Linked DNA regions of Zea mays: regions 1 and 3 are each linked to region 2. Evidence: chromatin contacts called from public Hi-C data. All regions are on one chromosome and are shown on one strand. The core of a region is the stretch at or near the end of the contact, and the rest is flanking DNA. Distances in the headings are between cores, read along the strand shown. Region 1 holds the start of LOC109941430. Region 2 holds the start of LOC103635534 (oxidoreductase 2OG-Fe(II) oxygenase family protein). Region 3 holds the start of LOC103635537.

Region 1 (2,700 bases), core at 34-2,533, 320 kb before region 2:
AAAGCGACAAACTTAGAGAAGGGGATGAGTCAGACCAGGAGCAACAAGGACATTGTTAAGGTAGAATGGTCCTGAAAGAACCGATGCATCTATTGAGGTGACCGAGAGGGTGGAAGCGTTGCCCACAATGATAGAGGGAGGAGGATGTGAGGGGTGTGGTGGATGGGAGTGGGATAACGAGCTAGTTGTGGGAGTGGTGTGGAAAGAGGCTCCCGAGTCGACCACCCAATTGGTGGGAGTGAGAGGGTGGTGAAGCCACGGGGTGCGCGGAAAGAGCTACGGGGAGATGCTCCGACAGGCCCACTAAGAGGGGAGGGGGACAACGAGGGCTCGATCGCCAGGCAGGCGATCATAGGATGGGGGAAGACAAGCGGTACAAACACGTGATGACCCGCATTTGGATGAAGCTCGATGCAGTCACGAAGGACATGACTCATGGCGCGATCGAAGGCCACAAAGGTGCCTTGGACAAGGTGGTCGTTGTGGAGGCGGATGCACACTGTGATCCCGATGGAAATGGGCGAAGCCAGGAGAGGGCCGCAGAATCCAGGAGCCACGGGAGTAGCGGGCAAGGCAAAGCTCATGTATGTTGGGGGTGAAGCCATGGAACCGGCGAGGGGAGGCATAGCAAACGCAGGGGAGACAGGGCCCTTGACGACAGGAGGAGAAGTCCAAGTCGCGGGCGGGCTAGGACAGAGAACCGGCATGGGGGCGGCGCCGAGGAGACCGGGAGCCACAGAAGCGGCGGGAGAGGTGATGGGGGCCGCCATGGAGGGAGTTGTGCAGGTGGTAGGGAAGATGTCGGGGGGCTGCGCAGGGGAGACGCTGCAGAGGGGAGCAGCTACGCAGGAAATAGAGGGAAGGAAGGGCAGCGGCCGGGAACCAGCAGGGGCACTGCGACCGCTTGCGCTTGGGGGCTGGGCGCCTACCGCCTAGCTGGCTGGAGGCTGGGAGCAGAGGAGCGCTGAACACCACAGGGGCCGCCAAAACTGAGCAGGGAGAGGGCGAGCACCAGGGAAGCGGCATCGGCGAGGCTGGGGACGAGCAGGGGCGGTGGCCATCACCAGCGCTGAAGGACAGACGACGGCGAGGTCGAGCAGGGAGGACGCGACTCCATGGCCGGGATCCACGGCCCGAGCGACGCATCAAGGGAGGAGCAGGGAAGGGAACCGGAGCTGACAGTAATTTCATATATTCCTTGTAGTGTTATTTTTATAATAAAATAATATATGCTTGGTTACTTAAGAAGTGGCGTGTTAAATGGACAGCCGATAGCTCGAAACTTGTAGACTAGCAGAATATGCGCTGGAGATGCTTCCTTGTTTCGTATAGACGACTGGATATTCTTTATTATACTCACTGCTGGCATTTCGTAGTGTTCTTATAGTCCTAGCTTTAACTTTTCATCACTGGTTCAGAATTACCATGAAGTTATAATGAATTACTAACTAACACTGTTGATTTTATAGAACCTTCAGGGAGCACAGAATCGCCAAGGACAGCAACCTCCTGGAATTCTCAAGAAACCTACTGAGGGTGATTCAAACCCATCAAAACAAGTGAACCTTATGGAACCTCTTCTGGAAAAGGGGAGGTAACTCTAATGGAACCTCTTCTGGAAAAGAGGAACTCTAAAATGCATTGCGCAACGTAGGGAACCATGCTGGAAGAGCCTATGGTTCTTGCTATATTGTAGCAAGAGGTAAATAGAGATGAACTCATTGTTGCAAATTCCAACATGAGCGACCGAGCGATGTGGTTTTGGTGTCATTATGGACATTACATTAGTGTTGAATTCTTTGGATCCCCCTCCCTTTTTTTTTGTGTTTTGGGCTTCGAAAGTAGAGTCGCCATTTTTGAATGTCACCGCTAACCGCAGTAGCAAGTTAGCAACTGCTTTATATATGTGCTTCAAATTCGTCGATTCCTAGGCTTCATAGTTATGCATAAGATTTTTAAAAAAAATATCGGAACGGACATGCTTGGTGTGAACCAGTATAATTCTGTTATTAGGAAAAGGCTTGGAGATTTGAAAAGGACTGTTCCACGTAGACTAGGGTGGTTCACGAGTCAAATGCATATTTTTGAGCTTTCTTCAAAATTGATAAATCTTATTTATCAGGGTCTCTTTTGTATGAGATCTTACTTTAAGCTGAGTCGAAGTCGAAAGTCACCTAAAATCAACTTATTTTTATTTTTTTTAGAATGATATTTTTGAAACGAGCGACTGGTTTCCAGCCCTACTTCGTGGGACGCATTGGATGATACAGTACTAGCTTGCATCTTACGCCTGGTCCTAGGAAACTTGGGTTACCGGATCTTTCTGCATTATTTTACGGTGATGAACCAAACAGAATCTTCAATTGAGTTGTAAATACAGGAAACTTGGGCCTTGGCTGCCAAGAAACCTTCAGCTATTTTCTTAAACAAAAAAAAGAGGAAATCTTCATCTATGACGTCAAGTTTCCTCCACTCGGTTCTTGGAAGTGCCTCGATACTGACTCGTCCGTGCACTACATATAAGGAACACCGAATTCGACGCGGCGGCACATTCCGAATTCTGCCACGGGAAACCAACGCGATGCAATAGCCCAACTGAAACCGAGCCAAGCGCCCAACAACCTTTCCATCCAAATATAATGTAGTCCTGGCACATCTGAACCCGAGGCAAAACTCAGCCGCCGGCACATAAATCCATCT
Region 2 (2,700 bases), core at 38-2,537:
CCAAGGTCCACACCATCCTCAACTGGCTTGTCTCGCAACCGATCACATGCTAAGTGATCATGAACAATATAACGATCAACCTTAATTTTATGTTATATCCTGAAAAAATACAACACAATCATCACAAACATATATAATATTTGAAGAACGGAGCCTACGAGATCAAGTAATCTAGTTTGTGGCTCCAATAACTTTTTTTCTGGTTCACTGAATAACGTCCCAAAGATTGAATTGTCTCTATGCGCGTTACAAAAATTGGCGTTACAAAAACTGTAGTGATGCAGGAGATGTGCAATCTGTAATTGATTTAGCCTCGCATCCCTTTATAGCTCCTCCAAATTGTGCATCACTACATATAAGACTTCAAACGTGTGCGTTGCATCGAGGATGGGCATGCGGTTCCTTCTATAGGTGGTGCCGTGGTGGGCATGTTATTCCCCTCGAGGGCAGTGATATCAAAGTCTACAAGGGTGGTGGTTGGAAAGGCATGCCCCTTCTCATCGTATTCAATATCAAAAGTCAACAACTAGAAGCCAAACAAAAAATATAAAAGAAGTCAATAGCTACAAGCCAAAAGTCAGAAAAAAGCCAGCTTTTAAGCTAAATTTCCAAAAACTACAGCTCATGCCCAAAGTACTTATGACCATGCCACGATGTTCTACAATTTGCATTTTTTTTAATCCAAATGTTGATCATATACTTTCTCAAACCAAACAACAAATAGTGATCGCTCTATCCCTCCAACCAAACATGACTAGAGATCATTTCATCCCTCAAACCAGGTTCACCCCATTCTCAGCTGATCTGTCTCGCAACCGATCACATGCTAAGTGATCTTGAACAATATAACAATCAACCTTAATTTCATGTTATATCCTCAAAAAATACAACACAATCATCACAAACACATATAGTATTTGAAGAACGGCACCTACGAGATCATGTAATCTAGTTGCTGGGTCCAATAACTTTTTTCTCCGGTTCGCTGAATAACGTCCCAAAGATTGAATTGTCTCTATGCGCGTTACAAAAATTGTCATCTCCACTTCTTCAACGCCCTTCTCCACGTCATTTGGAACATATCCACAGTGCACGATACATCGCTAGCTTCTTTCTCGAAAAGAAACCGGACATGCCCGTGCCGCTCTGAAGCGCACGACCAGGATCATGCGTGGTCCAGAAGACTGCGCCCACGAAGAACGTTCCGTGCCGCACCGCACGGCATGCGTCCCAATATCAGGTCCGGTAGGGCGACGCTGCCACCCTCTGCCTCTGAGCCCCGGCGGCCCGGCCGGTGGGTGGCGAGCGCGGTCCGCACGCGCCCCCTACTACCCCCGTTGCCCGTCCGGTCCGACCCCCCGTAGGTCGCAGGCACAAAAGCGACCTGGCCCTTAACGGCAATTCAGCCTCGACGCCGGATCCGCGCTTCCCGACTCGCCGCTACGTCACCCGATTGGGGCTGGCCCTGGCCACGGGCACCCGCCGAGGCATTTATAAGTACGAGCGCCCGGGTGAGCCAGAGCCCCACACACCGTCTTCCTCTGTTTTGCCAGGGCCAACGCCATTACTAGAAGTCTAGAAGAGAGGTGGGGAGGCAGAGACGAGAGGCGTAGGGAATTCGGGGGAGAGAGAGAGAGGCAGGGCGGTGACGAGCTTGGACTGGCGATCGCGGGAGCGATGACGACGGCGGCCGGCATGCCGGGGTCGCCGGTGGGCTCGGCCGCGGCGGCTGGCGGTCCCGCGGCGCCCGAGGTGGCGGCCATGGACGCGGTGATCGGGTGGTTCCGCGGCGAGTTCGCGGCCGCGAACGCGATGATCGACGCGCTGTGCGGACACCTGGCGCAGATCGGCGGCGGCGGCGGGGCCGAGTACGACCCCGTCTTCGCCGCGCTCCACCGCCGACGCGCCAACTGGTTCCCCGTCCTCCACATGCAGAAGTTCTACCCCGTCACGGACGTCAACGCCGAGCTGCGCCGCGTCGCGGCCGCCCGCGCCGCCGCGGGGCCCTGCTGCTACTCGGAGGAGGAGGTCGCGTCCACGGTGATCCACGATCCCATGGAAGACCTCCCCTCTGAGGCGGAGCCCGAACCCAGGCCGGAGCACCAGCAGGATCCTATACACCAGGATCCGGCTCCGGAGGCCGAGGAGGCTGACGGCACCGTCATCAACCCCGCCTTGGAGTGTCACGAGGAGGCGGACGCGGGGGCTGACTCCTCGGGAGATTCGTCGGAGCGGAAGGCCCCCTCTACGGAAGACGACACCGTCCCAGACGGACGTAAGTACAATCACGCTAACCCGAAAATTAAATTCTCCCGTGCTCGCGTCAATTAATTACCTTTGCCTGCTGCATCCCGTTCATGTTCCGGCCTCCGGCATTCGGACATGCAGAATCCGTCGTCGTTTCCTTTAGCTCGACGTCCGCACTAGTAGATTAGAGTTTCCAAAATTATCAAATAAATTTCGGCCGCTTCGTGAACTCTTGGATCTGGTAGCCAGATGTGACTTTCCCGCAAGTATTTTTTTCTTATTACTAAACTCCTTTCCGGGCCTAACTAACTAACTGTAAAACGGCGGGACGATGGCACTAGTATAAAAAATATCAAATAATGTCTTCTTTTTGGGAGTTTTATTTTATGTTTTCGATTCACGAGATTAACAGGCTTCCAGATTACGCTTAATCATGACATTATTGCTAAAGCT
Region 3 (2,700 bases), core at 183-2,682, 260 kb after region 2:
GACCGAGCGAGGGAGCGAGAGGAGACATCAACCTTTGATTGGCGATTGGACATCTGTAATGCCAACTACTGACGTGGCTGAACCTGAGGGCAGATTTCCTTCCCGCTTTAATATATAGATAGAAATGTCTTGGGGAATGTTTGGGATGACTTCATGTTCTAGCTCCAACGTTAGAGCTGTAGTTTATAATATCAAACTAAATAATTTTTAAAATATTTTTAATCTAAATAATAAACAAACTGACTTATAAATATTTTCTAAAGGCTTACAGCTCTAACTCCATGATTTTCTGTAGCACCTAGGTCATGTTTAGGTCTTTAGGATAGCTTTAGCTCGAGAATATTTGGTGGAGTTGGTAGAGCAGGTCATTAGGTGCTCCAGAAAATCATGGAGCTGAAGCTATAAGCCTTTAGAAGATATTTAGATAGTCATTTTGTTTATTATTTAGATTAAAAATATTTTTAAAATTATTTAAATTGATATTATAAACTATAACTCACACTGGAGTTAGAATCTGAAGCCATCCTAAACACCCTCTAATGACCTATTCCACAAACTCCAAATTTTTTTGGAGCTGGAGCTATCCCAAAAAGACCTAAGTTTGCAATTTTATTTTGTGAAATGGCCTCTAGCCTAGTGGTTAAGGGCTTTCAACTAACACCTTTCAAGTTATGGGTTAGATTCCCCTCAAGGGCTGATTTGGTGATTAGGGATTCCAAGGGGAAGAAATCCTCTTGCAATTCAATTTTGAATAACAAGGGGATTCTTTCCCATGGATCCCCTTGGGATCCCTGACCACCAAATCAGCCCCAAGGGTTAAAAAAATCCTCGCTCGCTCTAATGGTCGAGGCCAATGTTCGATCTCTGCTTAGCTATCAATGACTTGTGTGCATACTGAAGTGTCGACTTTAGACATTAATCACGTGATTGGTTACCTTGCTCGCCATATTATAGCGGTCGCGTGCGTTAACTGTGTGTGAGTCGGTGATTGGTTAACTGCTGGAGCACGAGATTGGCCAATACATACTGCTTTAATCTAAACACTTTTTTACCTCCTACATACATGGGAAAATGGAGATCAGACTTCGCTAGCCATTCAGGCCGCCGCGAGCCCGCAGCAACGGAGCATGCCAACCAATCACGTGGTAATAGTAGGAGGGCGGTTTTTTTTGCTCCGACCAAGTTTAAGTTTGCAATTATTAAATAAAGAATTTGGAGAATTTTTTTTTTGAAAAATGGAAGTTGCGCGGGGTGTGGGCCTGGCCACTAAAAAGTTTGCAAATTGTGGCAAAAAAGTTTTCTGAAAATGGAAGTTGCGGGGACGTGGGATTGACCACTTGCTATTTAGTGGAGTCAGACATGAGTTAACAAAAACTACTACCACGTTTCTCTTCCAATGGCCCGTCTCAGCGCCACCGCCACGTATTGCGCCCATCCCTTATCCGAAAAATCAGCCCGAAACCCGTACTCGCTCTCGCCACGGCTCCAACCGCACTCGGCCCTCGTCTCCGCCACTCGGCGCGGCGCTATGGCCCCTGCCGCGCTTCTCCCGCTCGCCCCTTTGCCGCATCACCCGAACCCACCACGGCGACCCCTATGCCGCTGCGGGGCCTCACGCCGCGGCTTCACTGTCCACACCGTCATCGCCATTGCCTCGGTCTCGGACTCCGCCTCCGACCCCACCGCGGCCGCGGAGGCGACGTCCCCATCTCCGCCCCCCTCGCTGCCAACGCAAACGCCTTCCTCTAAACCAGGACCCCCGGCTTTGGGCGGCATCGCGAACACGAGGTCTTGGTCGCAGTACTACGGCAGCGGCTTCTCCATCCGCGTGCCTCCGTCCTTCGACGACATCCTCGAGCCCGATGTAATTACCGACCTGAACTGTTTCTTCACTCCTACATTCCATCGTCCTCCTGCGGTTAGGGTTGCTGGGCGTCGCGGGGGTGCGGAGGAGCTCAGTGTTTGGTTTCGAATTTAGTGAATGCTGACTCATTCAGTCCTTCCGCGTCTCAGGACTACAACGCCGGGATGACATACTACGGTGACAAGGCCAAGCCCCGGGCGTACGCGGCCCGCTTTGCATCTCCAGATAGGTAGGTAGGTAAGGCCTCACTCTACTCCATCAACTGCGGCCATTCCAGTTCTGTACTGTACATCAATTTGTGATTACATTTGTCTCACTTTCACAAGGATGCTGTAGGAAATGAATTTTGGTGGTGACGTGTTGCACATGCTAAATGCGGAGTGCTCTGCTCCTTTGTTTGATGTAGGGATGAGCTCATCAGTGTGGTGATTAAGCCGTCAAATCAGCTCAAAATCACATTCCTAGAGGTTATAAGAGACTTGCCATTTTATTGTTTTTGCCAGACATATGTAATCCCCCTTGAATTTATCTGTTCTCTGCAATATATAGTAAAAAATGACCTGGCATTTCATAACAGGCCTCGTGATATGTGTTCTCACATCAGCTTAGAGCATTCTCTTGTATCCTTGAAACATAGAAGATATAACATATACAAGCTTGTTAAAAGGAGTTCAAACGTAGGCAAACTTTGTTAGATTCATAGCTTTCTTAGTAATTATATCTGGCATCAGAGTGAGTAGTTTGTAAGCTTACCTATAGCTGATACGACACCCTTATAGACAAGCATTTGTCTCATCAGTTGAACTTGCTCTTATTACTTTTTATTAGTGCGATGA

What was found. A called contact is a pair of places that touch in the nucleus more often than the background predicts.
Region 1: a contact with region 2 is called in a Hi-C map of ear, with 4 times the contacts expected there. The contact joins the promoter of LOC109941430 here to the promoter of LOC103635534 in region 2. A contact is called at or near these places in 2 of 25 Hi-C or Micro-C datasets (ear and tassel).
Region 3: a contact with region 2 is called in a Hi-C map of tassel, with 3 times the contacts expected there. The contact joins the promoter of LOC103635537 here to the promoter of LOC103635534 in region 2. A contact is called at or near these places in 6 of 25 Hi-C or Micro-C datasets (ear, endosperm, leaf and 1 more).

Annotation. Positions count from the first base shown.
Region 1 is chr8:89,508,363-89,511,062 of Zm-B73-REFERENCE-NAM-5.0, forward strand. LOC109941430 reads right to left here and starts at 1,284. Exons shown (of 3, transcript XM_020542380.3): 1 at 1,013-1,284. The coding sequence starts at 1,061. LOC103635529 (DUF21 domain-containing protein At4g14240) reads left to right here. Exons shown (of 13, transcript XM_008657959.1): 13 at 1,470-1,924. The coding sequence ends at 1,598.
Region 2 is chr8:89,832,232-89,834,931 of Zm-B73-REFERENCE-NAM-5.0, forward strand. LOC103635534 (oxidoreductase 2OG-Fe(II) oxygenase family protein) reads left to right here and starts at 1,288. Exons shown (of 7, transcript XM_008657965.4): 1 at 1,288-2,275. The coding sequence starts at 1,678.
Region 3 is chr8:90,090,917-90,093,616 of Zm-B73-REFERENCE-NAM-5.0, forward strand. LOC103635537 reads left to right here and starts at 1,433. Exons shown (of 8, transcript XR_004851990.1): 1 at 1,433-1,864; 2 at 2,014-2,097; 3 at 2,271-2,331.